Linked DNA regions of Mus musculus: region 2 is linked to region 1. The links are chromatin contacts, called in public promoter capture Hi-C maps. All regions are on one chromosome and are shown on one strand. Each heading gives the region's core, a stretch centred on a gene start, on an enhancer-like site or on the middle of the called end of the contact. The rest is flanking DNA. Distances are from core to core; before and after follow the strand shown.

Region 1 (3,151 bases), core at 41-2,540:
GCCAAGAGCCTCCAATATGGTAAAGTGGCCTTAAACATCAACAGGCCTTCGAGGGCCAAAGCAGCGGTGGATTGCGATGATAAGGACAGAAACACAGAATTTCACCCCAACAAGAATGGAATCTTCAAGCCAGTTTACCCTGAAGGCTCATATAGCAATTCACCAAAGAGAAAAAGTGATTTGGGAGCTCAATTTTGCATTTCCAGTCGGTGAGGGTTTGCGTTGCATGAACAATGACTAGCTTGCTCTGAGTGGCCTCCCAACCCCCACAACTTGGCTTCTGGTGCGGCCAGTCACCCTGAAAGCTGCCAGGGCTGTCACTCGGTGCCTACCAGCAACCGGACTTGGCTCCTAAAGGATTTGTCAGATCATCCTCCCAATATGGCTGCCAGAGTGATCCTGGTCGGCTGAACGTCGAGCCCACACCAGCCTTCCTCCCATCTGGCCAGCATCCAACAAGCCCCCTCCCTCTGCATCGCTTCCTCCGTCCAGCCCTTGCGCCCTCCGCTCTGTCGGATGCCCTTTCCTACCTTCATCGGGCTCAGGGGCATTGCCACATTCCCGGTTGGAACCCTGATGCCAACCACAATAGGGGGTGAGAGAGCAGATGAGGGGGGAGAGATCGGCTGGCTCCTCAGAGCTGCAATGTGCGCACATACGGCGGGACAGCGACCGATCTGCTGGCCCGCGGACAGAGCGGGGCCTGGCAGCCCAGGGGAAGCGGAGGGCTGGTGCAGGGCACTGCAGGGGACCGGCAGGCCGCTGGACCAAAGCCCGGCGCTCGCGGCCGGCCGGCCAGGTCTCTCCACGGAGGGCGAGGCTCCTCACCGCGGAGCCAGAGCCCCGGCCGGCCGCGCCGCTTCCTCGCTTTGCCCCCTCCAGGCCCGTCACCGGCCGGGAGTCCCTCCCGCGGGAGCGGCCCCCTACACCGGCGCCGCGGCACCACCGCCCACCTCGCCTCGGCCGCCCCACCTCAGCCTCCTCACCTCAGCCGCGCTGCGGACAGACGGGCGAGCCGGCCGAGTCAGAAGACGCCGAGGCGCGCAGGGGCGCGGGAGGCCGGGCACCGACGCACCTCAGCGCAGGCAGCGGCCGCCGCGAGCCGCAGGGCGCCGCTCCGCAGCCCCATCACGCGGCCGCCCAGCTCTGCATCGAGGATTGGCGGGAGGCCGGGGCGCGGCTGTGGATGCGGCGGAGGAACAGAGAGAAGCCCGGATCCGAGCTGTCGCCTCCCGGGACCACTGCCGTCTGACTACACCGCGACGCTGCTCGCCAAACTCCGCCCGAAGCCGCCGGCGCGGGACACCGCCCCGAGCTAGAGCGCCGAGCGTCACCTCGGCCCGCCCAGCAACCGAGACCGACGCGGAAGGTGACCAATCGCGATGAAGACCTTGAGACAGATGACCAATAGTAAAGCGTGGCTGGAAGAGGGGGCGGGAGGTGCCGGCGGAGCGACGGAGACACTCGAGCGCCCCCTGGTGGTACGGGAGCCGATGCGGGTGCGGGTGCGGGCGTGCCTGGTGGGCGAAGCCGGTGTCCAGAGTTCCCTCCCGGGTGACCCCCGGAAAGGTGTTAGTGGGTAGCAGCCGCGCCTGTGTAGCCGAATGACCCGCTTCGTAAGGGGACAAAAAGTGGCTCAGTGACCGGGCGGGACTGGACGGTCCAGATGCCATCCGGAGAGCTGGGATTATGTGGGAGCGGCCGAGTGTGGAGTCATTGTCCGTTTAGAAAAACAGCTCAAACGGTGAAGCCACCGAGCCCGGCGCGGTGGGAACGGAACCACGCTCAGGCATGAGTGTATCCAGCAGAAAGCTTCCTAGCCTATTCTTGTCGAACCCCAGCACAACACCTCCCACACGCCACCTTGGGAGAAAAGGAGGAATGAGTAATGGGAAAGCATGACTTAGTGGGCATTCAGCGTCTCCTTGGGAGATGGCGTGCTGGTGTGAGCACAGGAACAAAACGCTTTGTATCGCGCCCAGTGAATGGACTGAGCGGCCTGAGAGAGATGCCCCTAGAGGGGGTTACCAGGGCTCATAAGAACACAAAAGCTCTATGAGCCATGTTTTTTAAAAATCAGATTTAGGTTCAGCTCAAATGAAAAGCCCCACAGACGTTCATAAGCAGCTCAATTCAGTGCTTAGTAAAATATCACAATGACAACCTGCCAATCACACTGCATTTTAAGGTTAGAGGATGTGGTTTGGATTTATTAGCAGAAATTGAAAGTAAGATTTTTTTTTTTCTCTCAACCCTGACTTTAATACAGAATTACTGGGTAGAGAAAGGCCTACACACTAAAACGTGAGAATTAACTTTCTACACTAACGACTCTGGGCAATCACCATGCCACTGAAGTTCCAGACTCCCACTATTCCACATTCATTGGACACTTCTCATTGTGTTTATTTACTTGTTTGTTCTTGTTTGTTCAAGACAGAGGGTCTTGGTAGCTCAGGCTCTCCTGAAACTCACCAAGCAGACAAGGCTGTCTTGAAACCTACAGAGAGATCTGTCTACCTCTGCTTCCTGACTGCTGGGATTAAAGATCCGTACCACTAAGCCCAGCTCTCATTTTCTTTAGAATGTACACTCCACCTTCCCACAAAAGGAGTTGATGTCATTTATTCTGAAACACACACAGAATAGAATTGCTTAAAATATTAGGAGCAACGATTTGAGTGGAAGGTCAGCCTGGGCTACATAGAGAAACCCTGTCTTAAACAAACCTAGATGGCTTAGTGGGTAAAGTGCTTCCGATGAGCTGAGGATCCCAGTGCGGTGTCCAGAGCCCGTGTCCAGGTGGATGGAGAGTGCCTGATGAACACAGTCATCTTCTGACACAGACACACCTTACACCCCCACTGTACCATAACAATAAAGTTTAACAGACATCAATAAAATACCTAAAGCAAGAAGTTGGCATGGAAGTGTGGCTAAGTGGGGTGCGCTTGTTTAGCATGTGGGAAGCCCTGACTTCCGTTCTTGAAATGGAGGAGGAGGAAGAAGAGGAGGAGGAGGAAGGAAAGAGGAAGAGGAGCTGAATCATCAGGGGTAGAGAAGCGCTGATGGATTTGCACAGGAGCAAGAGCTGCTGACATGGACACACTTACGTTTCAGAAAGCCAGGAGAAAGGTCTTCAACCGTCTCG
Region 2 (3,144 bases), core at 145-2,644, 1.6 Mb after region 1:
AGCAAGCAGCTTAGATTAAAACTGGTTCACATGGCAGAGTTTCAGCACTCTAATCCCGGGATGAAAACAGGGTGGCTGGGGTGGGTAGTCTGTGGCTAAGAGCACTGGATCAAGGTTTAGTTCCCAGCACCCACAGGGCTGCTCCCAATTGTCTGCATCTCCAGGTCCAGGGGATACAGCGCCCTCTTCTGGCCTCTGCACATACATATATGCAAGCAGAATGCTGATACATCAAAATTAAATCCTTGCATGCCTTTAATCCCAGCACTCGGGAGGCAGAGGCAGGTGGAGTTCTGAGTTCGAGGCCAGCCTGGTCTACAAAGTGAGTTCCAGGACAGCCAGGGCTATACAGAGAAATCCTGTCTCGAAAAACAAACAAACAAACAAACAAACACCAACCAACCAAAATCTAAATCCTTTAAAAAAAATAATAAATGTGGGATTGCCAATGTGTGCTAGTATTCTTTGCATTTTCCCTTACTGTGCTTTCTTAGGACCAATCTCTAACGAAGACAGGTCACATAACGGGCCCTGCATATCAGTCACACTGTGGAGAGGCTGGTTTTCTTAAAATACTCTGAAGGAGGGAGGGAGGGAAGGAAAAGAATAAGAGAAATAAGAGAAAGAGAGAAGGGGAGGGGAGGGGGAGCGAGTCGAGCGCACACCTTTAGTCTCAGCGCTTGGGAGGAAGAGACAGAGACAGGAGTATCTATCTGTGAGTTCGAGGCCAGCCTGGTCTACAGCGTGAGTTCCATGATAGCCAGGGTTACAGAGAAACCCTGTCTCAAAAAACCCAAACCAAAACAAAAAAGCAAAGCAAAACAAAAAACCCCAAATCCACAATTTCACTGGTAAAAAACCAACTTGTAAATTTCGAAGGTTTTGTTCTTGTTGTTGATGTTCCAATAAACTGCTAAAATGTCAGGACCGGGTTGGGGGAGTCCAAAGGTGCTAAATCTCTGACCACACTGCTAATGATTAATAAAGATGGACTATCTCTTTAGGAGGTCAGCCCTGCTGCGGCCGGGAACAGCTAGCCGCCACTCGGAGGCACTTTCCGCGTGCTTTCCCTGCACGCTCCCCACGCATCACAACTTTGGTCAAGCCTTCCAGTAACTGCGCTCGCTCCAACCCGGAGGATGCTGTGCAGAGCCTGGCCCGGCATGCACTGCGGCCGCTGCCCCCAGCCCGCCCAGCCGGGACCCTCCGGGGCAGCGGGCGGATCACAGCCCGGCCTCTAGCCCCAGGGCGCTGACCTGCAGCCGCGCCTCCTCCACCCACGCGAAGCCACCGCTAGTCCGCAGGAACCTCGCACCCGACGTGTACCCAGCACGCATGCGCGCCACCCGCACTGAGGCTGCGCACAACCCCTCGCTTCCGCCTCGGCCTGCGTCATGTCCGGCTGAGCCCAGGCCCCGGGGTGGGGGTGGGGGGAGGAGCGAATAGAGGCTACTGCGGCTGCGCAGCGCTTGTACCATCTCGCCCCCAGACAACGGTACCGCCCACCCTGCGGGCGCCTGCGCAATTGCCCCTCTCTGCCTCTTCGACGTTTAAGTTGATAGTGGTTCCGAGTTTGAGGCCTGGCTGGGCTACAGCCTGAACCCCACACTTGTAATCCTAGCACATGCGAATTCACAGGCTGAAGTTCAGTCATTTTTGGAAGCCGTCTTACATTACGGTTTTTGTGGACCGTTTGCCTTTCTTGCCCCTTACTGTGACATCCCCTCTATTTGCCCCTGGCCTGCTAGTCTTCGTTCCACGTCATCCCAGGCCTGTCCCTCCCAGCTAGGCCTGGTCACCCTGTCCCCTGGGTCACAGGACGGTGTCAAGCTTTAAGAGCTCTTGCTGGTTTTGCAAAGGACCCAGGTTCGGTTCCCAGCATCCATTTGGGGAGACTCACCACTGCCTAACTCCGGATCCTGAGGATCTAATGCCATCTTCTGACCTCCACGGGCACTGCACTCATATGCACACAAATAATAAAATGTCCTACTGCACCCTCGGGTTGGAGCAATGCTATCATCTACGATAAGATAAATTATTTAATTATCTCATTTTATTTCAGCTTTTTACACTTCTGGGTTGACAGTTACTGTGTGTGCATCTCAACCTGTGCCAAAGGGTGCACGTGGAAACTCACAGAAGACCACTCGCCTTAGTGTGTTCTTTCTTTACTACAAGGTCTCGGATGGAACTCAAATCCTCCGGTGTGTGGCAAGCACCCTTACCTGTCGAGCCCTCCCACCGGCTCTCTCCTGAGTTTTTAATAGTTATCTTTCAGCTTACAGGAGGGAGACCCACCCTCACCTGGTCCTATCTGTACCCACCTCAGAGAAAGCCAGCTCGTTTGGCAAGTCTCAGTACTTTTTATACAAACCCCCGACAGGATATAAACTTGCTTTCCTTCCTATATGGAGATTGAATACCTCACATACATTGGCTGACCTCCATCATAGGTTCATATTGGAAATCTTATAAACTGGAAATTCTTTTTTTTTTTTTTTTTTTTTTTTTGGTTTTTCGAGACAGGGTTTCTCTGTGTAGCCCTGGCTGTCCTGGAACTCACTTTGTAGACCAGGCTGGCCTCGAACTCAGAAATCCGCCTGCCTCTGCCTCCCGAATGCTGGGATTAAAGGCGTGTGCCACCACGCCCAGCTTCAAACTGGAAATTCTTACAGTAGGAGTAGTTTAATTCTTAAAAATTGCTAAGTCATGTATATATACAATAAAACTTGGGCAACTGCTTTAGGAGTTGTGGAATGGACTGGTTCTTCACTATGTGCAAAGGGAAAAGACAGAGCCAGCCCCTTCAGCTTTGAAGGTACGGAAAGCTGGAGTGACAGAAAGAAGACCAGGACAGCTTGTCAGATGTGAGCTTCAAGATCCACAGAGGGTGTTGGGCTTGGTGGCTCATGCCTGCAACCCCAAGTACTTAAGTAAGGAGTGAAACCTGCCTCCAGGGGAACACAGGCCCTTGTCTCTTCCCTTAGGGCTTAATTCAGTGGTGCAGTCCAGGACCCCACTAGGACACTCCATGAAGGCAGCTTCACCTTGAGAAGGTGTGCATCTCCTTTCTGGAGTCTCTGGAATGGAAAGGCAGAACTGTTCCTTTTTCTTCTGTTTCTCTTTCTGACGCTGGCTTCC

The links. Capture Hi-C pulls out chosen DNA fragments and counts their contacts.
Region 2: a promoter capture Hi-C map of liver shows a contact between it and region 1, with 2.4 times the contacts expected there. The contact joins the promoter of Park7 here to the promoter of Kif1b in region 1. A contact is called at or near these places in 1 of 39 promoter capture datasets (pre-B cells), 1 of 484 Hi-C or Micro-C datasets (embryonic stem cells) and 2 of 9 other capture datasets (adipose tissue and liver).

Annotation. Positions count from the first base shown.
Region 1 is chr4:149,306,443-149,309,593 of GRCm38.p6, forward strand. It overlaps Kif1b (kinesin family member 1B), which reads right to left and starts at 1,291. Exons shown (of 49, transcript NM_001290995.1): 1 at 987-1,291.
Region 2 is chr4:150,908,527-150,911,670 of GRCm38.p6, forward strand. It overlaps Park7 (Parkinson disease (autosomal recessive, early onset) 7), which reads right to left and starts at 1,395. Exons shown (of 7, transcript NM_020569.3): 1 at 1,257-1,395.